Linked DNA regions of Mus musculus: regions 1, 2 and 3 are each linked to region 4. The links are chromatin contacts, called in public Hi-C and promoter capture Hi-C maps. All regions are on one chromosome and are shown on one strand. Each heading gives the region's core, a stretch centred on a gene start, on an enhancer-like site or on the middle of the called end of the contact. The rest is flanking DNA. Distances are from core to core; before and after follow the strand shown. Region 1 overlaps Trpc3 (transient receptor potential cation channel, subfamily C, member 3). Region 2 holds the start of Trpc3 (transient receptor potential cation channel, subfamily C, member 3). Region 3 holds the start of Adad1 (adenosine deaminase domain containing 1 (testis specific)). Region 4 holds the start of 4932438A13Rik (RIKEN cDNA 4932438A13 gene).

Region 1 (2,700 bases), core at 139-2,638, 220 kb before region 4:
GGAAGTTTAAATCCAACTCCTTGGCTTAGGTTGGAAATGAAACACCCACTTCAAAAAGGATCTCCCCTCACCATGGCTCACGATGAAGGAATTTGTCCATACTTAGAACAAAACCAAGCTCAATATCCAGAAACCAGGCCAAAGAGTTTTGGTGTATCCCAATGGTGGAATGCGGTGCAGCCACTGGGGATAACGAGGCAGATTTATCTTCATACAGTTATAGTATAAGGGATAGCTAGGATACATTAAGTAAAAAAAATCAAATGTAGCATCTGTGAAATACTGAGTCATCTAAACACAAAAGAGAGGGCTATCTGGATATTTATATTCTTCTTTTGGGGAAAAAAATCTCCAAAAGTATTCAAAAGAAACCATGGTTTCCGAAAATGAAATTCAGCTCATAGACTGAGGGTTAGGGTGTGAAGGGAAGGCTTTTCACTCTAAACACCCAGCCCTGATGCCTGAATTCTGGTCACAAGAATCCACACTCAGCCATGTTATCTGTGTGGGATTAGCTCCCAAGGTCCTCGTGGGCACCAACGTCTGAGGACGTGCAAGAGAACCCCGAGGAAATGATGCTGTATTTCCAGGTTAGCAGTGTATCACTTCCTGTAGTATTTAAACCCTCTCTCTTGGTTAATAATGTAATACAAAGTTGTGCAAATACTTATGATACTATGGTATTTGGGGAACCGTGGCAAGAAAAGGGTGTACATGCTCAACACACACGCTATTTCTCAAAAGAATATCTGATCCATGGTTGGTTGCACGTGGGGTACAGATTCTGAAACCCAGCTGCATCTCCTTCATGGAAACGATGCTCAGCCCAAGAGACACGGGGTGGGAGGCAACGGAACAGGAGCCCCCAGTCCTTACAGCACGTGCCAGACTAAGCATCGGGTTCCATCCCTCGTACAACTTTTATCTGAGGGCATTAAGCCCATTTTGTCACACAACCTCACATCTGTGAACAGAATAAAGAACCTTCAATAGTCGCCACCCAAGTTCACAGGTGGAAAATAGTCTTTTTATTTTCCCCCAAGAAAATGATTTATGAAAATAGTATTTCAAAATATTTTTTTTAACAAATTCTAAACAATAATGAAGCCTTTAGACCTGCCAGGTTTAAATGCTAGTTTATTTATTTATTCATGTAACCACTCAGCCAGTAACACTGGAACAGCTAGTATGTTCTAGAAAAGTTAGTTCCTGGGGATAGAAGGGGGGGGGATTCCCTTTGTCACAAAACCTCAGAGTATGAAATTACAGGAGGAGGCAGGAGACTGATCACTCTAGCCTCTATTTCTGCATTTACTCCACCTATCTGTCACAGAGTCACCCTGCCCCTTTCTCCCGTGCCTGCGCAAACTCCCTTGCAGCAGCTGTGGGCCAGCCGCGTGTGTGGGAGACGAGGGCGCTGCAATGGAAAGGACGCCGCAGCTCCTACTGTGGGCAAGAGGCTTTATGTAACAAGCCTTATGCAATCCTCACGACGACCTTATTTAAAATCTATCACGCTTATTTTAAAAATGAGAAAAATGACACGGAAAAATGTTCAGGAGTTTAACCAAAGGGCGCAGTTAGAAAATAGCAGAACTGTGTTAAAACCCTGGCCTGCCAGACTTTCCAGCAATACTCTTTTCTACTATATTGTGTTACCAGGTCTCCCTTCAAAAAAAAAAAAAAAAAAAAAAAAGAAAGAAAGAAAGAAAGAAAAAGAAACAAGTAACGTATCATATGAACTGCTGTGAGGAAGGGAACAGGGACCCTGTGCAGGGTCCTGTCCATCCTCCAATGGAGTCACGGGATTTTTGTTGTTGTTGTTGTTGTCGTCATTTATTACAATAAAATGAACCTCTGGGCTCCTTTACCCTTAAGACCTGCTCGACAATAACTATTTAGGAATTACTTTAGGACAATTCAGAGGTTTCCAAGGACGAGCTTCTGTACTTTACCTACAGGGAACTTACTGTGCTGCTGGCTTGCAGATGTGGCAGTGCGGGAGCAAAGGTAGGTGGTGAGATTGGTGATACTCTTACTCACAGGGAGAGCCCCACCCCCATGACAACCAGCCACCCAGGGGCAAGAAGGATGATCTCACAGCTGGGGTAGTTCCATGGCAGCAGGGAACTAAGAGTGATAGTGACTGTTGGGTAATCAAGAAAGGCTTCCAGGAGGAGGTGACTCTTCCTGGAGGGCTGGGGTTGGCATTGTCTTTTCAGGAGCTGTCCTGCTCTTCAACCCCTGTACTCACTCCTGATGAAAACAGACTTCAGAATGATGGCTCTAAATCTAGCATTTACATAATGTAAGAGATGTCCATTATTAGACATTTGCTATCTAATTTTCTTAAAATAGCTCTTTTGGTCCAGTATTTTTCCAAATCCTGATCACCCTCACTAAACTCCAAGAGTGGACTAATGACCCGCATGACCAGCCAGAGACACTGATTTCATGGGCTGTTTTTCTGCTCTTGAGAATGGCATCGTTATGACAGCTGACATTTCTCATTTGCTGGACCCATTAGAAGTTCTTTTTATACCTTTGTAGCATGATGTCTTACTTACGTGGTAAAAGCAGGATTTACTTTGGCCCCAAGGTAGTAAGAATAAAGTATGAACATGCCAATCATGAAAGCCAGGAACACCATAATGAAGAGAACCATGAACTTGAATATGTCCTTCACAGTCCTTCCAAGAG
Region 2 (2,700 bases), core at 90-2,589, 170 kb before region 4:
TCTCCATTTCCGGGGCCATTTCCATGTCCATTCACAGTCTCTGACTTCCTCCCGGGTGCGTAGCAGATTTTAAATCAGGACCCTTCCGGAATGATTGCTGTTTATGTTCCCTGCCAGCCTATTAAGTCCAGTCTGGCCTGGCCTGAGTTCTCCACCGGTCCAACCTCCCCAAGCCACAGATCCTGCAGCAGACAGACTTTGGGCAGCAGGCGGCGCTGCAGAGCCCGTCCCCCCGACAGGAAAGCCACAAGCCCACTGGCCCGGAGGAGCCACGACCGAAATGGGTCCCCACGTCCCAACCCCTTCCTCTCAGGACACTCTTCCCGCACGCGCAGCGCATCGCCGAGGGAAGTAGAGCAGTGCCCTCAGCATCTTTGCCTCTGGAAGCTGGCCCGGCGCTGTATTGTTCGAATGAACAGGTTCTTTTCTCAATCATTTGGTTGCTAACTGCTACTTTTGCAGAGGAAAAGAGAAACAACAGAGACGTGGAGAAGGAAAAAGTCAGAACTGGAGGGAAGGGGGAAGAGTCACCGGCCCTGAGCCTTCTGGGACCCATCGTCCAAGTTGGCCCTAAGAGACTGACTGTCAGAGCCACTGCCCTCGGGTTTGGGTGTGAGCACGCACACCTACAGGGAAGCTTTCATCTCACTCAGTGCACCCCGCACAGCACTGTGCCCCGCTGAGCCCCGTCCTCCAGCCTCCACGGCGAGCTGGAGAGGCATAGGGGGACCAGCCGCAGGTCCTGTGCACACAAAACGGTCCAGGACCTCCGGGTAGCTCCGGGTTCGAGTCCCAAATCCTAGCCCAGGTGGCCTCGTTCTCTCTCCCCGAGCCCCGCCGTCGGTGATGGTCCACGGGCAGTGCATGCATGCACGTGAGCCTGGCCCGGCCCCGCTTAGCGCCGCGCTTAACCAGTCCGGATCCCGAGCCTGGTCCCACCCGCCCCGCTCGGCCGCGCTCGGGTACTCACGCGTCGGGCCCCGGGGACGGCGGCGCGCGCGGGCAGGGCGGCTCCAGCCCGCCGTTGACGCCCCTCCAGCCCCGGCGGCGGCGCTGCGACTCGCCTCCCTCGGCCTCGCCATCCTCCTCCTCCTCCGGAGCGGGCAAGGTCACCCTCGCGGGCTCCCGGCACTTCTTGACCTTGGTGGACATAGCGGCCAAGCTCCCTGCCGCCCGCAGTCAGCAGCCCAGCTGCCCCGGGTCAAGCACCGGGCCCGCGGAGCTGGGGACGCCCGGGCGGAGCGCGCGACCTGCAGCGGAGCTTGGGGTCCGCGGCCGCGCTGCCGGCTGTGCGCGGTCTGCCGGCCCGACAGCATCGCGGCGAGACGGCGCGGTTTCCCTGCGAGGAGAGGGAGGAGGGGGGAGGAAGGAGGGATGGGAGGAGGGGAGACCAGTCCCTCGCAGACAGCGCTGTGCAGGAATCAGACAAACCAGCAGGTGGGGAGCTGAGAAACAGCAGAAACTTCCCTCCACCCTCCTTTTTTACCAGAGACCCAGAACCCTCATGCATCTGTAGACACAAGTGTCCTAGGAAAGGAAATGGAATACTCGACCTGTTAGGTTTTTTTAATGCACGCTCAGCTATCTAGATTTTTCAAAGCAAAGCATTGCTAGTTTCCCATTGTCAGGCTTAGCAGAATCCACAGGGGTTTAAGTGCGGTTCCTGGGTCCCTGTGCCTCACAGCCAGTCAATTTCTAAACGTGTGGGATGCTAACTCGAGTTCTGTACTTTTCAAGAAGCGTTTTTCAAGGGAGAAAATTGTTCGTTTTTTGTTTGTTTGTTTTTGAGACAAGGTCTTATTCTGTGGCCCAGGATGGCATGGAAGTCAGCATCTGGCACAGGCTGGTCCACACCTCACAGCAATTCTTCCGTTTCGGCCTCCATAAATTACAGCAGCAGGTGCACATATGTGTGCTGGGGTGTGAGAGACCAGAGGTCAAACTCTGCTAGTCTTCCTTAGGTCATCCACCTTGGTTTTTGTTTGTTTGTTTTGTTTTTATTTTTTTGAGACAGAAGCTTTTTCTGGAACCTAGGGGTTCCTGGATTAGACTAGACTAGGTTGTGGGCCAGCAAGCCACAAATCTGTCTATCTCTACCTCCCCAGCTTGTGCCAACACAGAAGGTTTTAAAGAGGGTGCAGGGAATGGAACTTGCCCCTCCTCCATTATTTTTAAAACTTAAGGGAATGCACTTTGAAATTCAAGGTCACTCAAATTTCGGGGATGAAGGGTTACAGAGTATGATCAATGAGAATTTTAGGGAGCAGAGAACCGAGGTGTAACTCCACTCAGACCCAAACAGTATTCAAGACTTTCTGTTACGTCAGTCAGGCAGATGCCTTCGCAAAGGCATACTGGGAAAATCACAGAAATACCAGCTGAGCTCGGTTAAGACAAGGGAGGTTAGTTCACTGCTAGCATTATTTAGTGGCTACTGTGCTTCATGGAGAAATGGTTCTCTCCGAACTCAAGACACAAAAGTACGGAACTGTGGCTCCCTTTCGCGTAGCTCTTCAAACGCACATAAAGTGCTGTGGATCCCTTGCACTGGCAGTATGCAAGCAAAGGTTCAAGGAAGCACTGGCGTTTTTTGATCCCTGCTTCGGGAAGATGGGAACGTTTGGAAATTGCTTCATGTGCTACTTCATAGGAAAGTGTTAATTTCCACAACCGAGTTACCAGATCCCCTTTGATTCCATC
Region 3 (2,700 bases), core at 55-2,554, 200 kb after region 4:
CCAGAGCACTGACTCACTGCTTGTTTGTAACCCCTCAGGAGGAGAACGGAATTAACATCAAATATAATTAGCCCCAGGGCTATCTGCAACAAGCAACAAAAATTTCCGGATCATTAGTTGTTAATGGGCTTTTGATGAAACAATTTAGTCAAGACATGTTGATAATAACTAAAGAAAAATAGTTACTGCAAACGCTACCTACTTACAAGAATGAGATCGTTTTTGCCTTCAGTTTCACTGTGTGCTGTGGATGAATGTTATTTCTTGCTATACTAGGTAAATAGGCATCGGTTCTATTGGCCTTTTCTCTTTTTAAAATGGCTTTAAGAACATCTGCCCATATCAAAGGGTCGATGTCATCACAATCTTGTGCTAACAAAACACAATCCTTTGGATGCCTCTTTGATTGCATCACAACACTTGATAATTCACTATTTAAACTATTTTCAACTACCTTTTAGTTAATACCTTGGTTAGGTCCTCTTTTGACCTGTATGAGAAACATCTTAAAAGGGGACATAGGGAGATCAGTCACCCAGATATTAGGGCCATTTGCTTTCAGCCTCACGTCTGGCTTCCTGATTGTTCTTTTGGGCTGCACTAGGGGATCTTCTGCTTGTCAGAGGCCTAACCCCTGGGCCCTTTCTCAGATCTTACCTGGAGAAGGGTAAAGGGTATCCTTGAAACAAGCCTCAGCTTTCCCCGGCTGTCTCCAAGGACCCTGGGGAAGACGCCCCTTGGTAGAGACACTGAGTGGGGTTAAGAAGACACGAAGACACCTGGTGTTTTATGAAGGCTACACACTCGGTGTAGACAACTGACACAGGGGTAAGCAACCATGTGCTGCTCTGGGACGACTGGGGACACCCTGTGTGCAGACAACTGAAGTGGGGCTATGGAGCCATGTAGTACTCTGTGACCGCTCTAGGTTGTCCTAAGTGTGGACGACTGAGTTGGGAATAAGCGGCTTTGTAGCGCTCTGTGTGTGGCTGAGTGTGTCCCTAAGTCGGGCGAGGACAAGCAGCCACATGAGGAGGTGAGAGGGGCAGGGACAGAGAGGCTGAACCTTGGGACTTTGTCTTCTACAAAAAGAATGCAACCTGACAAGGCCGGAAGAACGGGGTCCATAGAGATGAGGCCTGGAACCTGCGCCCCATTCACCGTGACCCAGGCCCAGCTACACACGCAGCCCACGCGCATAGGGCGCGGGGGCGGAGCCAGAGCGAAGGTCCTTGCTGATTGGACGAGGGGCGCCCACGGGGGCGTCGGCCCCGCTCCTCAGGGTCAGCTCGAGGGGCCCTTTTGAAAGACGCGACTGACCGCGTGGCCCGCAGAGGTCTGAGGCGAGAGGTCGACGGTGGCAGCGCAGCAATGGCGACCGCGGGCGGCAGCCGACGAGCCCCGGTCCCGGGCCCTCGGCTCGGCCTGCCTCTGGCAGCTCACCTGCCGGCGAGCCTGGGCGGGGAGGGCGCGAAGGACAGCGTCGGGGGTGCGCTGGCCGGGAGGCCGTCGGTTTGGTTCTGTCCCCTCTTGTTCTCGGCTTTCTAGACCTTGCTAATGAGGCCCCTCAGCTCTGATTCACTGTTAGTGGTGGCGGTGGTGGCTTTCCACTGACCCTTCAGCTGCTCCTATTACCGTTTATAGTTGAGTTTAGGGGACAGTTTGGAAAAGTTAATTGTTAAAACACAACACAGCTTTGAGGTTAATTAAAGAGGGATTGTTTGTAGCCATGGGAGCATGTGTGTGAGGGAAAAACTTAGGTCAAACTAAAAGTGTTGGGGAGTTCCTCTTCCAGGATTTTCATTTTCTGTCAATTTCATCCTAAACAGGAGAGAAAACTTCTGGAAACAATGACTGGTTTCAGAGTTCCAGGGTTCCCAGCTTTGCTCAGATGCTGAAAAAGAATTTGCCAGTTCAGCCATCAGCTCAGACAGTAACTTTGCCCACTGGATATTCCTCTGAAAGTTGTAGTCTGTCGAATATGGCATCCAAGGTTACGCAAGTGACAGGTACAACTTTCTTTTTATTTGTAGAAGTACCTAGATACACAAAGATTATGGGATTGATAGTAACTGCTAAGTGATGTGGGTGTGGGTGTATGTTGTCTCTCATCTCTGTGGCCGTGTGCCATTTGGAGTTAGTAACTGTGACATATTACAGTAGGAGGCCTGTAGAAGTCTTTAACTTCGCAGATCCTTTATTTGTTCCTGCCTGCCTTCACTGTTGAATTACTTGAAATATAACTTAGCCTGCCCCCACTATGGGGTGTCAGGGAAAGTTCTAGACTTGCAAGCACTTTGTATTCTACATATTACTTCACATAAAGAAGTAGTAAACATACTGTGATACTTAGATTGAATTGGGATCAGACAGCTCAGTGGGATAGGCATTATAACAGACTGGTACACAAAACTAGATCGTAGTCTCAACAAAACCAGTTCTATATCATTGCCACTCTAGACCTTAGTGACCTCATCTGTAAAAATGACTTATCTCTGAGACATCACTAAAATTCCATTAATTTTTCCATCACAAATGGTATTTCTGTATAATGTGTCCTCAGTGTGCCAAAAGACATATACAGTAACAGGTTGTGGTTGTAGGTGTATCCAAACTGTCTAGTAGGAACTTGGGGGGAAAACATGCTTATTGTATAAGGGTTTAGTACTTTGACTGGTTTCTTTAAACCAAACTGACCAG
Region 4 (2,700 bases), core at 61-2,560:
TTTCCAATGTGCTGGGATGCTATGCATACTTTAGCTATGTCCAGCTAGAGAAGTTCACATTGTATTTGCTGGAGGCAGTTTTTTTTTCTTTTTCTTTTTCTGACACCATCTGCATTTTTCACATGCTGGTGAAAAGTCAAAGTAGGGGGAAGGTTCAAGAGCCAGGAAGTGTTGCTATGTAAATTTCCTGAGCCACCCTGAACTCTTTGCTTAATCATCTTCCCAGGGTTAGAGGCCCTTGGAATAGAAAAGCTCTACGATGAATAACTCATCTTGAAGATGTCATCTCTTTTACACCTGTAGCTCAGGGTGGCTCTTCCTCAGGGGATAAGAAGAAAGGAGACAAGTAAGTGTTCAGATTCTCCAATTCCTCACTCACTGTAGAGGAAGTCTGCTGTGAATTATACTTCTCTTCTTGCTATCCTAAGATCTTCTTATCTCTGGAGCAATTTAGTTTCAGTTTTGTTTTGTTTTGGGGAAACTGAATCATATCTCAGTCACTTCTAGTTCAAAGAACTCTTGCTAAGACTTTATTTATTTATTTATTATATCTGGCTTCACATCTGTTTAAAAGTGGATGCTCCCACCCCCAAGTGGAAATGTTGAGTGACCTGAACTCTTAGAACCAGAGGCTTAGATATTGACAGGTAGTGTAGAGAATGTACTGGAAGCTGTGGCGCTGGGGCTCAAATCCTAGATCTCTAAACTGACAAAGTACTTCAACTTCCTGAGCCTTAGGTTTTAATTTGTGAAAAATTAAAATATTTGGTTAATTTCCTAGGTCAGTGTTTCATACATCAAATGCATCTTCTGTGAGATGCATGCCATAGCTAGCAGACTCTCCTTTTTCTGGCTTCCTTTTCCTACGTTGATTATACTGTCTACATTATCAGGACGATGTTTACAACCCCCACGCCACAATTGGAATCTGGAACAAGGTAGTTTTCAAATCAGTAGTGACCTGTGTCTCTCAGACTAGGCTACGCCCTGTGGACATGGCCCCGCCCCTCTGCTCAGGCCTGTTCTCTTGTAAAAACAGGATTCGCCTCTAGGCACAGGTTCCAACTTTAGTCTTTAGTTTGGTCCTGAAGCTCAGGCTTTGCCCCATTGACCTAGATCTCATCCCTAGGGCCTAAGCCCTGTCCTCTGCCCCGGCCTTCCAAGGCCCCGCCTCCGCCCCGGCCCGCCCCGCCCCGGCCCCGCCCCCGGCCCAAGCGGCGCTTCTCCGTTCGGGCCTGGTGCCAGTGAGGGGCGGGGCTAACTCGGTTCTTGGGCGGGGCCAGAGTGGCGTACACGGAGGCGCTGGCGCCTTGACGTGATACGCTGCCAGTTGACGCAGCTGCGGTGCCGCTGGCCTCCACTCCTGCCTCGGCTCTACTCCTCCGCCCCATGGGTGTCCGAGGCGGCGGGCCGAGCTGGACGTGCTACAGGCTGAGGGTGTAAGCATCAGCGGAGGTCCCGACTCGGGGCTGTTGTGCTGTCAAGTGAGAGGAGCTCGAGAGGCTGCGCGCGGTGAGGGCTGGGAGGTGGCGAGGTGGGCAGCGCCTTTCCGGGTGAGTCTGGAAGGTTTGCGGGGTCGCGGCTGTGGCGCGGGCCTGGGGGTCGGAGGTCGGAGGTCGGAGGTTAAGGTGGAGGCCTAGCAGGCCCTGACAGCCGGGTGCTGGGGTTGCGGGCGGGGGGGGCGGGCGCGCGGACCTGGCGGGGTGGGCAGGGCCGAGCGCCCCGGGTTGGCTCGGCCCTCGTCTGGTAGGGCATACCTGAGTGGACACCTCTCCTGCCAGAGGAAGGTCCACAAGGGTTATCTTCCATCCGGGGAATATTAGATTTCTTCCTTCCTCGCCCCATCGGTTGTGGTGTTGACAGTGGGATGTCCGGTAAAGGGGACGAATTCTTGTAAATTTCCTCTGAGCAGTCATGGGTTCTGGAACGGAGAAAGTAGGTTTCAGGTGGTTTCGCGTTGCTGCTTTCATCCCGTGCATGACAACGAAGCAGATTTAATCTGACAAGTATAAAAGTGGATGAGTTAGTCAGAATATTTGACTTAGCAATGACTGCTATGTGCTATTTTAATATGCGCTCATACAGTTTGTAACAAAAAGGTGAAGCCTTTCCCCACTTTGTAGCTGAGAACCTTGGAACAGAACTGTTTCAAACCTGACTTTCTCACTTTATGGCCCCTCAGTTAGCATGCCACCCCCCCCCCATTACTCAAATGCCTTAAAAGTTTGCAAGGCAAGTGCCCTGTGATAAAATGTGCCAGGTGCCCAGAGTAGAGAGGAAATGAAGGCACAGTTCTTTCCAGCAGACTCGGTGTCAGTAGAAACATTCTTTCAAGGCTGCACTTTTAAGTGTGCCTCGCAGGTAGAACGTCACCATTAGCATCCTGACTCCTACCTCGTGGACTCCTATGTTTCTTTTACATATAAAGTGGTTCTTAAATTATTTTAGTCTTATTTGAGGTGTAGGAATGTAACATTGGACCAAATACTGAAGAGTTTCCTGGTGTGTTTAAATAATTTAGTTTGAAACGGTTGCTCTACCAACAAAGTTAGGATACCTTTTCTAATTGATTGATATGCTGGTCTTTTCAGACTTGTTAAGATGAAGCGCTGCAGAAGGACCTTCAGAAGAGGAAAGATAAACAACATTGAAGATTAAAAAACTAAACAAAATAAAACAAGAAATCTTGTGTAAGTATTT

Evidence for each region. Promoter capture Hi-C pulls out the DNA fragments that hold promoters and counts their contacts. Hi-C and Micro-C count contacts between places; a contact is called where the count stands out from the background.
Region 1: a contact with region 4 is called in a Hi-C map of cerebral cortex, with 2.4 times the contacts expected there. The contact joins the enhancer-like site here to the promoter of 4932438A13Rik in region 4. A contact is called at or near these places in 3 of 39 promoter capture datasets (cranial neural crest, hippocampal neurons and stem cell-derived epiblast-like cells), 6 of 484 Hi-C or Micro-C datasets (cerebral cortex and cortical neurons), 2 of 115 datasets of contacts at active chromatin or transcription factors (embryonic forebrain and stem cell-derived neural progenitor cells) and 2 of 9 other capture datasets (adipose tissue and liver).
Region 2: a contact with region 4 is called in a Hi-C map of nephron progenitors, with 2.8 times the contacts expected there. The contact joins the promoter of Trpc3 here to the promoter of 4932438A13Rik in region 4. A contact is called at or near these places in 2 of 39 promoter capture datasets (cranial neural crest and hippocampal neurons), 9 of 484 Hi-C or Micro-C datasets (Sertoli cells, cerebral cortex, cortical neurons and 5 more), 3 of 115 datasets of contacts at active chromatin or transcription factors (astrocytes, cardiomyocytes and forebrain) and 2 of 9 other capture datasets (adipose tissue and liver).
Region 3: a promoter capture Hi-C map of embryonic stem cells shows a contact between it and region 4. The contact joins the promoter of Adad1 here to the promoter of 4932438A13Rik in region 4. A contact is called at or near these places in 8 of 39 promoter capture datasets (the C10 cell line, the HPC-7 cell line, embryonic stem cells and 3 more), 1 of 484 Hi-C or Micro-C datasets (embryonic stem cells), 1 of 115 datasets of contacts at active chromatin or transcription factors (acute myeloid leukemia) and 2 of 9 other capture datasets (adipose tissue and liver).

What each region holds. Positions count from the first base shown.
Region 1 is chr3:36,641,518-36,644,217 of GRCm38.p6, forward strand. Trpc3 (transient receptor potential cation channel, subfamily C, member 3) reads right to left here. Exons shown (of 12, transcript NM_019510.2): 7 at 2,568-2,700. Among named protein-coding and RNA genes, the nearest start is that of Gm35856, 12 kb to the right of the region's middle. Within about 2 kb of position 1,389, at least 9 of the 459 cell types and tissues checked have an H3K27ac peak or open chromatin away from gene starts, as enhancers often do. A contact at or near this core is called in cerebral cortex, where this site is marked.
Region 2 is chr3:36,688,828-36,691,527 of GRCm38.p6, forward strand. Trpc3 (transient receptor potential cation channel, subfamily C, member 3) reads right to left here and starts at 1,340. Exons shown (of 12, transcript NM_019510.2): 1 at 971-1,340. The coding sequence starts at 1,152.
Region 3 is chr3:37,062,352-37,065,051 of GRCm38.p6, forward strand. Adad1 (adenosine deaminase domain containing 1 (testis specific)) reads left to right here and starts at 1,305. Exons shown (of 12, transcript NM_009350.3): 1 at 1,305-1,489; 2 at 1,830-2,009. The coding sequence starts at 1,372.
Region 4 is chr3:36,861,796-36,864,495 of GRCm38.p6, forward strand. It overlaps 4932438A13Rik (RIKEN cDNA 4932438A13 gene), which reads left to right and starts at 1,311. Exons shown (of 86, transcript NM_172679.2): 1 at 1,311-1,553; 2 at 2,592-2,690.